2 separate regions of the Danio rerio genome follow, and region 1 is linked to region 2. Evidence: chromatin contacts called from public HiChIP or PLAC-seq data. All regions are on one chromosome and are shown on one strand. Each heading gives the region's core, a stretch centred on a gene start, on an enhancer-like site or on the middle of the called end of the contact. The rest is flanking DNA. Distances are from core to core; before and after follow the strand shown.

Region 1 (6,323 bases), core at 3,202-5,701, 100 kb before region 2:
GGGTTGTGGCTGGAAGGGCATCCGCTGCGTAAAAACTTGCTGGTTAAGTTGGCGGTTCATTCCGCTGTGGTGACCCCGGATTAATAAAGGGACTAAGCCGACAAGAAAATGAATGAATAAGTTGAATTTACTTAAAATGATTAAACCCACTGCTTTTAAAGTGACTTAGATGAAGTTTTTAAACTCATTGCTTTCAAAGTGATAAGTTGACTTTAATTAAAGTTAATCAACCTGTTGCCTTAAAATAATTACATAAACAAACTTTACTTAAATGTAACTGTATATAGGCCAAAGGCAAGATCTGATTTGATATTATTAAAAGTGTGAATAATGCAGGTACAGTCAGTGTCTGCTTTAATATTTCTAAATGACTAGTGAAAATGAAAAGTCAAACTAAAATGTTTCCTGGTCATTCAATACATAGTTTGAAGACTAGCGGCAAAGTATAAACACAACAACTGGTATTTTGCTGTTGCACTGTGATCTCACATGCCTGACAAGAACTTTTGGTATATAAACATTTAAAAGTGACAATTTAGTGGGTGTCTAAACACTAAAGAATAAAAACAAATTATTTCATTAAAGTACATAAAACGAAGTGTCAGTTGAAACTAGAAACTGTTCCGCTATCAACATTATTCAAAACACTTTCTTTTGCGCTCAACAGACCCTTCAGATCAGATCTGAAAAAAACTCAAGGGCAAATTTTCCTTTAGCGTGGATAAACTGCACACAGTCTTCAAGCGACAGCTGTTAATCTGCATTGCGTTGCCAGGTAAAGCCGTGTGGCAGAAGGCAGGTAAACAGTCTGATTCTCCTCCCTCTTTATGACTTCTTTAACCACCCGGACACGAGCATCTCCACCCCTACTGACAGCCAGTGTTGTGCATTACAATAGATGACTGCGCGGCTCGTGTTGTGCGCTAAATAATAAATAAAGACGCCCTTATTGCACGCACAAAGGGCCGGAGGGTGAATGTGCAAAAGTGTGCCTGTGTTTACGCCACAGTTTAAGCTGTGAATGCATCGCTAATAAGTGCGCTTGGCCTGTTCTGCTCTTATTGTCTTCAAACAAGGTAAGGATTATTTCAGGATAGCAACAGTGCACTTATACGACCACCTTCCTCACAATAGGCGTTAAGAATCGAGATACTGAGCAGCAAACGGTCAACCCTTTATGAGTTCTCAAACACAAACAAACATCACACCATTCATTAATGCATATACAAGTGTATGTGTGTGTGCTGGAAAAACAACAAAAGCCTGACTGTGAATAATCCACTAAAGCTTTGAATGTTAAAGAATCAGGTGACACCAAAATGAAAATTCAGGAAGCATCTGCCACAAGAGAATGACTCTTGATAGATATACAGTTGAAGTCAGAATTATTAGCCCCCTTTTTAACTTTTTTAAATATTTTCCAAATGATGTTTAACAGAGCAAGGAAATTTTCACAGTATGTCTGATAATATTTTTTCCTCTGGAGAAAGTCTTATTTCTTTTATTTCGGCTAGAATAAAAGCAGTTTTAAATTTTTTAAATGCCATTTTAAGGACAAAATTATTAGCCCCTTTAAGGTTTATTTTTTTCCGATAGTCTACAGATCAAACCTTTATACAATAACTTGCCTAGTTATCCTAACCTGCCTAGTTAACCTAATTAACCTAGTTAAGAATTTAAATGTCACTTTAAGCTGTATAGAAGTGTCTTGAAAAATATCTAGTCAAATATTATGTACTGTCATCATGGCAAAGATAAAATAAATCAATTAATAGAGATGAGTTATTAAAACTATTATGTTTAGAAATATGTTGAAAAAATTCTCTCCGTTAAACAGAAATTGGGGAAAAAATAAACACGGGGGCGAATAATTCAGGGGGCTAATAATTCTGACTTCAACAGCAAGTATTCTTTATTGAATTGCCCTTCCCTTCAATCACGTCGACAAATTCATCGGGTTCATTTATAAAACTCTTATTGGGAAAACTCCACTATATTTACAGTCACTTCTTGACATTCAGAAAACATCAAAATCTGTGCTCTAGTAGATTTATTAACCTCTGTATACCCATTTGGTCGCCACTCTTTTCAGTTTTCTGCTGCTGATGCCTGGAATCATCTAAAGCTCAACACTTTCATTCCACTATCATCCTTCACAAAATTCAATCCAGTTAATAGTACAAGATCACAGTGCCTGTTTTTAGTTGTTCCCTGGTTTTATATGCTATTATCTGCATTTGTGAAATTGTTATTGTATTGCGTCCCTGCTCTTTCATATCTGCTTTTAATGTTGCCTCTTGGCCAGGTTGTCGTTGTAAATGAGAACTGGTTTTCAATCGACTAACCTGGTTAAAATAAATGTTATTAATGTTATTATTAAGTCACAGTTATGATGACTAGCAGCGCATTTGGCTTGGACGTTGTATTTAATTTGAATTAATTTACTTCTAGCTGAGGCGACGCAGTGGCGCAGTGGGTAGCACGTTCGCCTCACAGCAATAAGGTCGCTGGGTCGATCCTCGGCTCAGTTGCCGTTTCTGTGTTGAGTTTGCATGTTCTCCCTGCGTTCGCGTGGGTTTCCTCCGGGGGCTCCGGTTTCCCCCACAATCCAAAATGGGTTGCAGCTGGAAGGGCATCCGCTGCGTAAAAACTTGCTGGATAAGTTGGCGGTTCATTCCGCTGTGGCGACCCCAGATAAATAAAGGGACTAAGCCGACAAGAAAATGAATGAATGAACTTCTAGCTGATGTGCCGCAGAACACAATTGGTTCTATTGTGCTATATGGAGAAAATAAGCTCTCATTACAGACTAACTTTCATTACAGACTAGTTTAATTTGCATTAGACCAGTGGATCTCAAACTTGAACTTTTTCAGTTCATGGAAAATATTGCACAAAAAAAAAAAAAAAAACAAGCTACAACATTTCAACAAAATTGTATATATATTTTTGTTTCTCTTGATTTTAGCTATTTTTGAAAAGTTTATTCAATATTTTTCCCTAACAAATAACTTTGGCCTGCTCATTTTTTAACCATTAGTTTGTTAGATAAAGCTCCCGATTGGGCTTTCGGTACTAACTAAACTAATGTATGTGCACAAATATAATATTGTAAAGCTCCCTATAGAAAATATTAATTTTAATGAGAAATTTGTGAAAGGTGTATTCATATGCTGAGCACTGTACATATATATATATATATATATATATATATATATATATATATATATATATACACACACACACACACACACACACACACACACACACACACACACACACACACATGACTTTTGTTTTAATATTTTAAATATATAGTTCATTATGTTATAGGATAGACTATTTTATTTACATTTTTTTGTATTATGACCATTATTAAAAGGTTCAAAATGTAATTTAGCACATAAAAGCACACATTTCTAAACAAAATGTAATTATTATTGAATGCCAAAAATATTTAATGATTGTAAAAAGATCTAATTAAAATGTATATATAAAATGGCACTAAAGTGTTTCCATAAAACATAATTTTGTAAAAGTGTTTTTAAAACATTTGAATTTTAAGTTTTAAAAGTAATATAAATTGTGCCAGATTTTTATATGCAATATAAAGGAACATAAGGGGACACTTTATTTTGATGGACGGTTTGTTGAATTTAAGTTACATTGCAACTAATTCTCATAAGATCATAAGTAGACTGTTAGTTGAAATGTACATACAAAGTTTCTTATATTCAGTTTAATGTCTGTTGAAGGAGCAGTATCAGCATATTAAGCACACAGTCTATTAATACTCAAATGGACCATCAAAATAAAGTGTAACCGAACATAATTTAAGGACAAACATATTAAAGTCGCAACAAAAACTTTTGAACTGTCGTAATTAATCGATTTAAAAATAATAAATATTTGTAAGGATTTAAAATAATGATATATTTTTAATCATGTTATACGTATGACCAAAAATAAAAGGTGGAAGCGAATTTTTCCCATGTAGGAAGTAATCACCTGACTATTCCAGAACTAAAACCAAACCACAGTTTCACTGTCACAAGTTCAAGTCTCACTTTGTTTATTTATTTTTATTCTAAAAATCAAGTTACACAAACAGGAAGTTGGTAATATAAAAAAATTCAACCATTTTTCCCAAAGTATCCCTCCATCTACTTCCCTAAGTGCAAATGATATGCATATATATGTACACACTTCAAATGGCATTAATTTAACTGTAATTTTTTTTAACTCTGGGAATGTATTTATATAAATAACACTCATTTGACCTCTTGGCCAAACTTATATATATACATTTTTAGAAAGCATCGTAGTAAAAATGCTGAATGTTTTGCTCTTGCAAGACATTCAGAAAGAAATAAACATCCTCTTACCAGATATTATGACAAATAAGCTGCATATCAGCAGGATCATGGTGACTTCAACACATTCCATTTGAGCTATATAATCTGTAGAAGCTGTGTGACAAGAAAAGGGAACTGGTGACAGTATTTGCCAGGGAAATGAGAGAAGCTCATAGAGGCTCCGCCCATAAGCCATTAGGACACACATACACACACACACACCTGGACGAGCTTCCCAAAACACTGCTGTCCGCCTGAGGCCCAGAGACTCTCACCGATACAGACTCACTGCAGAGAAACTCAGCTTTAATACAGTGTCAGATCGCAGCACAAAACCTTATTGAACACACACTCAAACTAGAGACAGACACAGGGTTTTCTGATGAATGCAAAGTACACTCACCGGCCACTTTATTAGGTACACCTTACTAGTACCGGGTTGGACCCACTTTTTGCCTTCAGAACTTCCTTAATCCTTTGTCGCATAGATTCAACAAGGTCCTGGAAACATCACTCAGAGAGATTGACATGATAGCATCACGCAGTTGCTGCAGATTTGTCGGCTGCACATCCATGATGTGAATTTCCAGTGAATCTCCTGTGAGTGCTCTTCTGGATTGAGATCTGGTGACTGTCGAGGCCTTTTGAGTTCAGTGAACTCATTGTCATGTTCAAGAAACCACTCTGAGATGATTTGCGTGATTTGATCAACAAGGCATTTGCAAGATGATCTTACTTAATTGGAAAAGGCTCCCTGTTTTAAGAGATGGTTGAATGAGCTGCTTTATGTCATTCAAATGGCACGACTACGTCTTGAAACTTCACAGAAAAAAGCTGAAACCACATGGGGAACTATTTTAAGAGATTTTCATCGCTAACTCATATATTCATGACACTGACTTTGTAGAAATGTGAATACTGTCATCTTTTTTAAATTTGTTTATGCTACATATGTCATGTATATATTTAGGTATATTTGATAACTGAGACGATCCCCCCCCCCCTTTTTTTTTTTTGAGGGGGTGGGATGGGGCTAATGTCAATTATTTTGTATTGTATTTTTTTATTGGTATTGTACTGTGTTTGTTAAAACTCTTATAAAAAATGTTAAATAAAACAAAATATTACAAAAACTAAGCATTTGCACCCATAGAAATGCCGCTCAGTGGATATTTTCTCTTTATCTGACCATTCTCCGTAAACCCTAGAGATGGTTGTGCGTGAAACTCCCAGTAGATCAGCAGTTTCAGAAATACTCAGACCAGTCCGTCTGGCACCAACAACCACACCACATTCAAAGTCATTTTTTTTCAGTGTAAGTTTCAGTTTTTACCCACCAAAAAATGGTGATTTACTCCTTAATTACAGGTCAGATTCAGTCATTTTAAAGTAACATACAAATCGCAGGCAACTTTAGTAAAAACTCCTTTTTGTTAATCGTTCAATTCAATCTCACAGCAGCGAAAGTGTATTTAGGCATGCTCAAAGTGTGCATCAGAACAAAGAAGAAGCAATATTTTCAAGCTACAAGAATATTTTCATGCACACATTAAACAAAAATAAAGACTTTATTTAACAGTTCCTTCTCCTCCGTGTCAGTATAGGCATCAGGGCTTGTGGACGTGCACCCTATACTGAGAATTTTTTTTTCATTCAATTTTTTCTGTTTAATGTGCTCATAAATATATTCTTGTAGCTTAATAATATTTAAATTGAACAAGTGAAAACACATGGTCTGTTTTGATGATGTTTTTAGTACCTTTATGGACTTTGAATGAGTCAGGAATCTTGATGTAAATGGAAAGCTCTCAGATTTCATCTAGAATATCTTCATTTGTGTTCCGATGATGAGCAAAGGTCTTCGGGGTTGAAATGAAATGAGGGTGATTAATTAGTATCATAATCATTCAATTAATTTTTTGGTGAACAAACCCTTTAATACTAATTAAGCTTTGTTTTGATTCCACA
Region 2 (6,336 bases), core at 3,395-5,894:
GTGGCACTGCCAGTTTTTAAGTCTAATTTAAAGACTTTTATTTTCTAGGTCTCTTCTAGCATAAGTCCATCCCTTCAGGGGTTGAGGGCGGGGTCAAACTGTCTTGTTCATAATCTTCTCAGTGTGGTTAACTGTGGTAGTATCTTATTAATTAGGCAAATTTCACACCTTTTATGCTCTCTCATATCATATGCTTATTGCTGTTATTGCTTATTATGCCCATACTGTTTGTTCATTTTTTCTCTGTAAAGCACTTTGTGTAGCCTTGTGACAGTTGGAAACGTGCTATACAAATAAATTGAACTTGAAAAGACATTAGAATCTACTAAAAAGTACTGGTTTCGATTGTTAAAATGGAAATAGTATTGGTTTTAAAATGGAAACCAGGATGGTCATTTGGGTCTCTACAATAATTCCCGATGGAATATGTAACAAAACGCAACGGAAACCATTAAAATGTACTAGTTTTGATGGATAACGTGAAAACTGAATTGGTTTTAACGGAAACTATACTGGCCATTTGGGTCTTTACTGGTCTCTACAATAATTCTCAATAGAATATGCAACAAAAAATATCAGAACTTATTAAAAAGTACTGGTGTTGATAGAAGCAATTTAAATTGTATTGGTTTCGATGGAAACCATAATGGTAATTTGGGTCTTTACTGGTCTTTACAATAATTCCCAATGGAATAAACAAAAACACATCATAATACATTAAAAAGTACTGGTTTTGATCGTTTAATCTAAAAATATTCTAGATTTAAATGAAAACTATGATGATCATTTGGGTTTCTAGAATAATTCACAATGGAATAAACAAAAACACATCAGAATACATTAAAAAGTACTGGTTTTGATTGTTAAATCTAAAAATATTATTGATTTAAATGAAAACTATGATGATCATTTGGGTTTCTACAATAATTCCCAATGGAATGTGCAACAAAACACATTAGAAACCATTAACATGTAATCGTTTTGATGGTTAAAGTGGAAACCATAATGGTCCTTTGGATCTCTATTGGACTCTACCTTAAATCCTAATGGAATATGTCACAACACACACTAGAAAGTATTACAATTGTATTGGTTTTGGTGAATAAAATGTGATTGATCTGTGATTAACAGGTATAGCTACATATACTGTCATCAATATGGCATATGCTCACATGAAAAAAAAACAAATTCAATTACTTTAATGAAGAGTAGATATTGTAATTATTGTATATGCATTAAGTGTGCGTTTATTTAACACAGAAAAGGTTTGATTTGCATATAAATGACCCACAAAAAACAACTAGGAGGACTGTATTATGCATGCCAAGCCAGTAGTTGGTGATTTCAATTTGTAAAGAAACTACATCCCTGTAATCCACCATTGTTGTTTTGGTTGTACATGCGCATGCCTATAGACTGATGTATGAACATAATGCTTAAAAAGGTTTTACAAGTCGCACAAAGATGATACTGAAACAACTTTCTGAAATCCATTTGCATGTTGTTGTGTAAAAGAATTGCCAAAAGGGATTTTTTTTAGCTGAAAACAGCAGTTATATCTGAAAACAACTCACTGCTTTATTCTGATCAATTGCTATTGTCATTCACACCATCTGTGTGGAAATTTTGTGATATTTTTGCTTTCTAGCAAGGAAGCAACACGTAGGAAAATTGTGCAATATGACATTATACAATGTCAAGATCTAGCTTGATCTAGATGATGACTTTAGCAGTTATTTCCACTAAACAAGACTGGAAACTTTATAATGAACATCTCTTTTTTTGTATAGATTTTAAAACATTAGTTTTTTTATTATTATAGTCTATTTATGTGCATATCCAAGCAGTTTTTAAAAAGTATAAAACAAAATGGTCATCTTTTTTGTGGAGAACTGCATTTTTTTGTGTGTGATTTAGTATGGCAGCCACTGTAATGCAACCTGTCTTGATTAAGATTGACATTTTCTATTGGATTATTAAGATTTGAATAATGAACTCTCTACACTTGAGTTATTTGAGTAACTGGAAACTGTGTGGTACAACAAAAATCCGCCAATGGAGGCAAATTCACCAAATGTATGCAGTCATCTTCAACTAAAAGAAGCATCTTGAGTTTCTCGAAGATCTTAGGGGACGTCCCTTCAACAGGGGTCGATGAGTTTGAAATGATGTGGCAGGAAATCACAGGCGTGACTTGTGTCTTTACTAATTGTTCACCAAACAACTTATCATGCCTATTGCTTTAGTTATGGATCATTTTAGGAAAGCTTTCTTTTTTTATGGGTAGGAATGTTTGATAGCTGCCAACATTTCTCAGATCTCCTGCAGATTAGAGGTGAACGTAACATGCCCAAACATTTTTAATGACTGACGGGGACAGGATTTCATGTTCAATAACCTCTGATATCAGGAAAAGGATATGTCAGCAGTCGTATTAAAAATATTGAGGGCCGGAGAAAGGTGCAGGAAATGAAACTTGCGATATGAGGAATAATGCTGTTTTCATTATAGCATCAGGCTTTTCTTAAAAACACCAGCATTTAGTCTCAGTCCTTTTAGCACTGGGTTGACTTTATAATTAACATTATATTTTGACTTGTCTTTCTGCAATCCTATGAAAGTCGTCATTGGATTTGTAGGAGTTTTTATGAATATATTAGAAAAACTGTATCTGTTTTAATGGAAAACATAATGGTTCTTTGGCTTTTTACTTGTAATTTATTCGTCTTTTATTGATGGCATGCCAAAAAACAATAAATCCTAAAGGAATATTACACATTGGAATTCATTAAAAAGTACTGGTTTTGATCATTAAAATGGAAATTGTATTGGTTTTAATGAAACTATAATGGTCATTTGGGTCTCTACAAGAATTCCCAATGGAATACGTAACAAAACATATTAGAATTCATTAAAAAGTACTGGTTTTAATTGCTAAAATGGAAATTGTATTGGATTTATTGGAAACCATAATGATTATTTGGGTCTCTTCTGGTCACTACAATAATTCACAGTGAAATATATAACAAAACCCAATAGAATTTATCAAAAATTACTGGTTCTGATAGTGTAAATGAAAATTGTTTTGTATTTAATGGAAACCATAATGATCATTTGGGTCTCTACAATAATTCCTAATGGAATATATAACAGAACACAATGGGATTAATTAAAAAGTACTGTTTTCGATTGTTAAAACAGAAATCGTATTGGTTTTAAATTGAAAGCATGATGGGTCATGATTGGTCAATGGATTACGTAAGAAAACACATTAGAAAACATTACCTACTGGTTTTGATGGTTAAAATGAAAACTGTATTAGATTTAATGTAAGCCATAATGGCCATTTAGGTCATTACTGGTCTCTACAATAATTCCAAAAGAAATATGTAACAAAACACATCAGAATTCATTAATAAGTACTGGCGTCCATCGTTAAAATGGAAATTGTTAAGTTTTAACCAGCATGGCCCACGCCAAATTTTAAGCTAGACTTAACTGTAGGGATGTAGGGATAAAAGTGATAGAAGAAGAGCAGTGGGATGAAAAGGAACAGGAGTAAGAGGATGTCTGGTAAACAGGAGGGTACAACCTGTATAATGTTCATAGTACATCCATCTGTAAATATCACCATAGTTTTTCTATAACTGCACTTAAACAGGTAAAACGTTTACCTGTATCCTGCACTTGCTGCTATTGCACTGCTGGTTAGACCTAAACTGCATATCGTTGCATTGTACTTGTACATGTGTAATGAAAATAATGTTGAATCTAATCTAATCTAAAAGCCCCGATTCAACTTACATGTAGGAGTAAAGAGGGTTATAGGATTGTGAATGGGAAGCGATTAATTGAAGGGAGAGAGGGTGGGTTTAAAAACCGAGAAGAACAGTGCTAGTGGGATGGTCTTCCTTAAATAAGTTTAAGGGAGTAGGTGATTGGTTAAGGAGACAAAGTGAGACTTGGTTCCGCCGCTGATCCTTTATTAACAAGTTAACTCCATTTAAATGATGGTGATTGGGGTCTCTACAATAATTCCCAATGGAATATGTAAGAAAACGCATGAAAACATTAAAATGTAATGGTTTTGATGGTTAAAGTGGAAACTGTATTGGTTTTAATGAAAGCCATAATTGTCCTTTGGGTCTCCATTGGTCTAAGATAATACCTAATGGAACTGGTCACAAAACATATTAAAAAGCATAACAAATATACTAGTTTTAATGGTTCAAATGTGATTGTTTCTTTTGTGTTAACAGTAGGCTATTTGTAGTGTAAACCTTTATAACTTCTGTGATGTTTTCTATAACTGCAAGAGGAATTATCACCTATAAACAAACCTAAGACATGTACAAACATCAAATACACATCCTTAATCAACAGAACCACCATTCCTCCTTTTATTATGATTTTTTTTTACCTGACAACATTTGGATGCTCAAAGGACTCGAGCTGCCTCAGCACCGCCACCTCGCGGATGGTGGACAGCGGCATTCCCTCTTCCTCAGTCTGCACCCGGACTCTTTTCAGGGCCACAAACCGGCCCCCGTTCTTCAAATCCCGAGCCTTGTACACCTTCCCATATGCACCTTCGCCGATCTCAGCCACCGGCTCATATTGCTGGGTCGAGCTCTCTTTGTCCATGTTTTTTTTTCACAGCGAGGATCTGCGGGGAATCCCGAAACGTGACGAGCGCGCGCGGATATTTCACAAAGGCATTATTGGGAGCGCGGCGCTGGCACGTGCACTGCCTGTAGAGCGCGAGCACAAAAGAGGCAGAGGTAAACACAAATGTGATCAGAGCTAAATCAAATCTTATCTAGGGCTTGAAGATAACGTACATAGTCCTTAAATCATAAATACAACATACACAAAGCTAACTCCGCCGCTTTTATGGCCAAATATCACAGATAGGCTTGTTAATATATCAACATCTGGAGTGCACAGTAATAAAGTGTGGGAGAATATGAGAAATGATGGTGTCCTGAAATCATTAAAAGGTCTTGTTAAAGCACACGTGCTTTCAGGCTTTGTATACTTCATACATTTTATATGACATGGAAAGCATCTTGGGCTAAAATGTCAAGTCAAGTGGTGCAACCACCTAGCAAAATTACTTGTGACACTATATATATATATATATATATATATATATATATATATATATATATATATATATATAGTATTTTAAATACAATTTTAGTCATGATTATGACTAATTTAGTTAACTTATTCAATATTTTTATTCAAAAAGACAATATAATCTGTTTATTATAAATTAATGACATTGACTCAATTATGATGGTCTGTTCTAGATCAGTGGGATCTACATGGGACCCTCTGTGACATCATTTCCTTTTTTTTTATAGCTTTTTTTGTAACAACAAAATGGCTTCCTGCAAAGTTGGTTAGACCACACTGACATTTAAATAAAATATTAATTCCCAACTTTAAACAACTGTAAATAAATCATACAGAATACAAAACATAAATAAAACAATATTTTACAGCTTCAGCACAGTTGTACCATTTTGTTGTAGTTGTTTATTATTTTATTTTAATAACCAAAATATTTCAAATTAAATATATTAGTATTTAAATTTAAACCTATGAAAATTTATAAAGACATTTGACAACAACCAAGTTAAAAGTTGTAATGTAAAGTGGTAATAAAAAGTCTTAAATGAGGATTTATTATTATTATTAGGCCTTATTATTTTCTAAATAACTCAACATATTCGCATGGTTAACCTATAGAGATTACAGGTATGTCAAAAATAGGCTTCCGACATCATAACTCTCTCAAAACCAACCGATAAAAATATAAAACATGCCCCACATTGTCAATAAAACCCAAACGGTTCAGAGTTTCCTACTGACAACCCCTGCTCCTCTTTGTGCCACACAGCCTTGAGCACGTGGTTGTCTACTGATTGCATTGTTTTAGCAGTGCGCATATCCATAAACGCAACCAAAAGCGCCCACATTATTCCCATCCACGTGAACGCGCAACTCTAACAACCCACGCAAAAAAACTGCAAAAACGCGTGAATGGTCAGTATAGTTACCCGGTTGGTGCTTATTCCGCCCGGAGAGTCGCGTCATTCATAAACTTCAGCAACTTTCCCTGCGTCTCCACACGCATCACAGCTCATGCAGCGTCCGCGCCACGGGCCACACAGGTAGTCGGATGGTGCACGCGCGAATAAGCCCCATCTCCGGCAGCACCAAACGGCACAGGGGATCAAGTGAAAGATCGTCCGATCAGCCCGTCTTGAGTAGAGCCGAATGCATGCATGCAAAATAAGCGAGTGATTTTCATCGATCCGCTCCCCC

The links. HiChIP or PLAC-seq counts read pairs in DNA pulled down with a chosen protein or histone mark.
Region 1: a contact with region 2 is called in an H3K4me3 HiChIP or PLAC-seq map of gastrula embryo, with 4 times the contacts expected there. The contact joins the promoter of hepacam2 here to the promoter of cdk6 in region 2. A contact is called at or near these places in 2 of 4 datasets of contacts at active chromatin or transcription factors (embryo and gastrula embryo).

The regions. Positions count from the first base shown.
Region 1 is chr19:42,977,757-42,984,079 of GRCz12tu, reverse strand. hepacam2 (HEPACAM family member 2) reads right to left here and starts at 4,451. Exons shown (of 9, transcript NM_001245085.1): 1 at 4,386-4,451. The coding sequence starts at 4,446.
Region 2 is chr19:42,877,765-42,884,100 of GRCz12tu, reverse strand. It overlaps cdk6 (cyclin dependent kinase 6), which reads right to left and starts at 4,644. Exons shown (of 7, transcript NM_001144053.1): 1 at 4,421-4,644. The coding sequence starts at 4,644.